2 separate regions of the Drosophila melanogaster genome follow, and region 1 is linked to region 2. The links are chromatin contacts, called in public Hi-C maps. All regions are on one chromosome and are shown on one strand. Each heading gives the region's core, a stretch centred on a gene start, on an enhancer-like site or on the middle of the called end of the contact. The rest is flanking DNA. Distances are from core to core; before and after follow the strand shown.

What was found. A called contact is a pair of places that touch in the nucleus more often than the background predicts.
Region 1: a Hi-C map of the Kc167 cell line shows a contact between it and region 2, with 1.7 times the contacts expected there. The contact joins the promoter of lncRNA:CR34052 here to the promoter of trol in region 2. A contact is called at or near these places in 7 of 107 Hi-C or Micro-C datasets (the D17-c3 cell line, the Kc167 cell line and eye imaginal disc).

What each region holds. Positions count from the first base shown.
Region 1 is chrX:2,320,867-2,323,618 of dm6, reverse strand. It overlaps lncRNA:CR34052 (long non-coding RNA:CR34052), which reads left to right and starts at 1,355. Exons shown (of 2, transcript NR_047740.1): 1 at 1,355-1,490; 2 at 1,559-1,861. All of the region lies in intron 2 of Raf (Raf oncogene), which reads right to left.
Region 2 is chrX:2,543,786-2,546,705 of dm6, reverse strand. It overlaps trol (terribly reduced optic lobes), which reads left to right and starts at 1,279. Exons shown (of 38, transcript NM_001297896.2): 1 at 1,279-1,323; 2 at 1,944-2,241. The coding sequence starts at 2,083. It overlaps mir-4955 (mir-4955 stem loop), which reads left to right and starts at 1,798; the gene lies at 1,798-1,966.

The DNA of each region.
Region 1 (2,752 bases), core at 106-2,605, 220 kb after region 2:
TTGATTTGCTGCCCACATGAAAGTGGCGTTTTAAACGCTTGCTTTAAATGTGCTTCAATTTAAATCTAAAGCGGCTAACAAGCGCTTTTGATCTTTAGCCGGAAAACAATTAATTTCTATTAAATATTAACCATCTGCAAGTAATTCTCCACTAAAAGGAAACGGATGTCCCGAAAGTTGTGAAGAAAGTCCAGTCAGGAAAGTTCAAAGTTTGCGTTACGGGTTACGAAATTGCGTCAAGAAGTTTGGTCGCCAAACTCGAATGTCACTCAATTATGTTGAAATTCCTTGGGATTTTGAGTTAGGGAAAGAACCATAAATGTGAGATGGATGAAAGAGGGTTTTGTAAAATAGTTTCCTCTAACCTCGATGCCGCACACCTGCCTTTTCCACAACATATTCCCATATTCCCTGCCATTGCATTTTCTTTACTGGTTTTTCTTCGCACACACACACACACACACACACACGTTTTCCAAAATGTAGAATCAGCAGACTTACATAGATCCAAAAGTATTGCACTCACAGACTCCTTTGATTCAGAAATTAATTACATTCCAAGCTGATATTTTTTTTCAAGCGCAATTGAAATGTGTTCTTGCCTTCATGTGGGCGTGCCACCGATAAGACTCAGGATTTCAGAACTCCAGGGAATAGTTCGGTATTTCGTCGCATGAACGATGATGCCCGTATGACGACGATAAGGAAATGGCAATGGGAACGGAACCCGAGTCTGAAGGGACCAAGGAGGCAGTCAAGTCAGCATTGGCTTAGCCATATGGTGCAACTTCGATTTCCACATCCTACACAACTGGGCAGTGTCCCATTTCGCATTCAAGAAGGCAAGAAGCCATTCGACTCTTTGATTTACCGATCCCAGTTAGGAGCTAAAATTGCAAATAATTTTATTAGCAAAATGGTCAACTCGACTTAGGTTTCCAAAGAAAGCAATTAGACCATGCCAGCCATTGTTCCCCTTGCGGCCCCAACTTTCGTCAATATTCCAGCTCCAGCTCCAGTGAATTTGGTTTGTTTTTTTTTTTTCACCCCACCGAGTACCAAACCGACATCCTCCGCCCTAGACTCATCATCCCCATTCTCGAGAGATGTGCATGTGTTGCCCCAACCGTCGTCAGACGGATAAGTAAACAAATTCAGCTTTATCTTCAATAGGAAACAAGGAAAACAGAGTTCCCCCGTTGAGGTTCGCCTTTGATATTTAACAATCTTTGAACAGCTGAAAGATGTGAACAAAAACACCAACCTCGCAATGGATACACACACACGCGCACATCGATGAGCATGTGTGTGTGTGTGTGTAATGTTGGCAGACAAAGGCCAACAACAAGTTGCCATGGGAGTTGCTACCAAAATCTTTCGTTCGCACGTTCAAGGCAGCAAAAAAGCAAAAGCAACAGCCACATCAAGAAGCGCAACAAGAAGGCCAAGAACAGTACGGTACAGTAAGGACTGCCTGTGCGGAATGTTGTGTAAGTAAGTGCGAATGTTTTGTTTTTTCAAACACGCACAGCTTCTTAATAACCCCAAAAATCCATAGAAATAAATACGCCTAATTGGAACTGCCCTGCAAGCCTCACTGTACTTCAGCCCAAAGGAGATGGCGTTTGGCGAGCAGGGAGCAAGTGGAGGAGACCCGGGGAGCTGTAGACACCGAAACCGAAACAGTAACATCCTGGCGGAAAAGTACTCACATACATATGTACATGTGTACTTGCGCGACGAGTCTAATACCAATAATCCTTTGGTTTTACCATAATAACAAGATATAGAGCTATTCGCCATTTCACCTTTATCGCGCCGATTGATTCCACGGCGGCCACGCCCACTTGCTTGAGAGCCATGCAAAACTAGGCACCACCCCAAAAAAAAAAGAAAAAAAAACATACGAAATGAATGGAAAATCGGGATGGTATTTCCAGTAACTCGGCTTACTTTTCCTCGTGTTGCAAATGAAATGGATGAAAATCAATTTGACGTGTCTTGAATTCTGTTTTGTGTTTAAAGAACTCGTTTTACAAAAGATAAAAAGGCCGGCACAGCGGCAAAAAAAAAAAAAAGGAAGGAAGCGTAGCGAGGGGACACACAAATGGAAATAAACTCGAAAAGTGGGAAAGGTGTACGTACACAGAGCCAAATAATTTCGGGGATTTCAGTGCGGCGATACCTGCATTCGTCCAACCCCCAGGTGAAAGCAATCATCTATCCCCAAGCAACTGACTCACTTTCTCTGGGAGGTTTTTTTTTTTTTGTTTTTGGTGGGTTTTTAGTAGGTTTATGCTGTATATATTTTTAGATATATGTGGGGAGCCAGAAAAGAATAATGTTAACACAATGCTTGTAAATAAAAACACACGAATATACAACAATACGCCAACGAATTTGGAATACGGGGAGAACTCATTGAATTTGTCGCTACCATCGTCAATTTAAGGGTGGCAATAATTACATCAATCTTTTTACCATTTCAAATTTGAAAACAAATCGAGCCACTCGAGCCCAACAACAACAACAACAGCAACAACAACGGAGCTCGACCTCCCAGGGGAAACGCAGTGCACGAGAAAAGCGAAAAAGAAAAGCCAACTCTGAACTGAAGCGAATGGAATGTGAAAAGAAATGGGGCGAGAAGTGCATGAAGGTCCCGTGGAATAAATACACATTTAAGATGGATTTATCGGATTCACTTGGGGCCCACGAACAATGACACATGCACTCGGAATCTAGATCATGA
Region 2 (2,920 bases), core at 30-2,529:
TTTTCTTATCTGCGAACGGAAGCTGTGGCCACTTGTGAGCGTTCACCATTTAAATATTAAATATATTTTACATTAGCAAAGGCGAAAAAGGGGAGGAACAGGGAAACGAACCTGAGGAATGGGCCAATTATTCCAGGAGATGGGGCCCTAAAAAATCGCAACGTGTCCATTGGTCCTCCATGTGGGGCGTCGGCATCCAAGTCCGGTAATTCACCCTCACGCATGCGTCATTTTCGGATGTCATTGGGTCAGGCGCCAATGGGAAGCCGCCTTTTTGGTGGTGTTGACAGGGGGGGGGGGGGTGGTGGCTAAATCGGCTGAAGGTCACGGATTGTGGCCGGTCCTATGGCCAGTTGACAAACCGACTTAACCGCCAAAGCCGACGAGCCCGAAATGCTAATATCACATGGATGTCCGTCCTGCCAAACTTGTATTGTGTTGAATATTTAAAATAGTGCTTTGCATCAATTTTAGACCGATGACTGCACATTTAAGATGATTTGCTCACATGGTTGTATGTATGTTTTAGGTGCGCCAAGAATTAATTGTCCATAAACACTAATATTCGTAGGAACAGCGAGTAAAGGCTATAAAGTTCGTGTTTCAAATACGTTTTCACTGGTGTTTGGCTTTCCTACGCGAATTGCATCAGCATTTTATTGGACTCTCCTTTTTTTTTGAGTGTCAAATTCAAAGAACTTCAATAAAAAAATGTGCGAGGAGAGCGCCGCTTTTCGTGGGAGTGAGTGGGATAATTTGCAAACCGGCTGCCGCAGCAACAACGAAAGGTGAAAAGAGAGCAAGGAGCAACGGTTTTCACTTGTTTATCAGTTGACCCAGAGAGCGAGAGCCACTTGGGCGGGTGTTGAGTAAAAAAAAATGGGGGAGGGGGGGCTTACTATCCAACTAAAGTGATAGTTACTTTTTTTTTTCTATCGTTACGGCCTTAAATGCTGCTTTAGCCGACTGGCTAAATCGCGACTACGCTCCGCAAATAAGGATGGACAGGCAGAGCGAGAGGAGAGAGAGCAGGCGCAGCTAACTCTGCGTAAGCGGACACCCACGCATGTGAGCGAGAGAGGGATAGAGGGAGAGGGTAAGGGAGAGAGAGAGTGCGGTGCATCGACGCAACAGGCTTGCAATGGCCATTAAGCGCCGTTAAACAATAACAAGAGCACGCAAATCGCTTCGGCTCCGTCGCGCTTTCGGCCTTCGTGCGTCTTCGGGCGACGCCGGCAGAGCAGAGGCAGCGATGGGAATCGCAGCAACGGTTCTTAGACATTAGGTTGCGCGCCATCGTTCCAGGCGGTCGCACATTCCACGGTGTGCTGTCCCTTTGTTTTCTGTGTGACTCTGACTCTCTTGTGGGGAGCGTTTGTCTTTTTTTTTTTTTGAGTGCTCTCACATCCTCGAAGTGCCGAAATTTTGAAAATCCCCGACAAGATATCCTGGTGATATCGGTTCAACGTTTAAACAAAAACCCAAGCCCTGCTCCTTTTTTTTCATTCATTAACTAGTGTGATCCCAAAAAGGAACCCATACTCGCAACGAATACGAATAGTGTCCATCGCGTGTGAAACGAAACTAAAGAATAAGGAATGAAACAAGAAAATAAAGCGAAAAGGCGGAAAAGCGAACAGAAAGAGGGGAAACAAATATCGGCTCGTCCAGGAGCGAACAGATGATCAAAGGGGATCATTCGGATTTTTCGAAGAAACTTCTGAAACATGACGGTTTCTCTGGTTTTTAATTCGGATTTGGTTTCACCAAAGCCAAAAAATTTTGCTGATGTCAAATCACCGATTTGCTTCCCCTTTTTCCGTGCGCGGAGAAAAAAATCCCCAGAAACATAATATCAGGATGCTCTCTATCTCTGTCTCTGTCTAACGCTTAATTGTTGCTCAATTGCGAATTAATGTCTGGGGCTTTTTTTCTCCGTGCAGTGCCATAGCCGTAACCACAACCTGCCAGCCGTTTAAAGCCAAACTAAACAAAACGAACCGAAACTGCCTTCACAAAGTACCTAAGCCAAACCTAAATAGCTGCCAAAAGAAACCAAAACCGCCGTTACCCGGAAAAGAGATGATGGGATCGCCGGGATCCCAAGCGTCCGCGATCGCGACCTCGGTCGGAATCAGAAGCGGGCGGAGAGGTCAAGCGGGAGGATCGTTGCTCCTGCGCCTCCTTGCCGTGACCTTCGTCCTCGCCGCCTGCCACGCACCGCTGCTGACCAATGCCAAGGTGAGTTCGACCCTCTTGTTGGGATATGTAGTATTATAATTATTACATTGCTATTTGAGGCCCAGGAATGCAGTTAACAATTTGATTAGTTCTATTCGGTGACATGATCCTAACAGCCGCTTACCATTCACATGACCATTGCCCATCAGCTGATGCACATCCCATTCGAGATCGGTAACCCAATGATCTCTTATTCCGGATGACACAACTCTGGGTTCCGCGACGAACTTGAACTATTTAGCATGACACACATACGAGTATTGTTTTTTTTTCCCAATAGGCGGGACAGACAGACACAAAACGAGCGCCACCAGTGATTAGCATAAAAATGTATTTATTGTAAGTGGTTTGGAAAATAGTTTTCCTCCACTCGCCATCAAATTAGGAAGTTGAGCCGGGCTTCGAGGCTTCAGGGTTTCGGAGCTCGGTTACGGACAATGTTAAGGACCGGATTTCGAGTTGAGCAGAGGCCAAAAAAATAGATCACCAAGTCCATTGGGCCGGGGTCATCATCGCAGGTTATCACTCTCTCGAAAAAACAGACGCTGAATTAATTTCTTTTCACAAATTCGGATCGAGTTCAGATGCTGGCTTTTGAATTTGATGCGATTGTGTTCGGATGGCTTTGCCAATTATTATGAGAAGTCGATTGTTTCAGTTCCAAATTCTATCTTTGTGC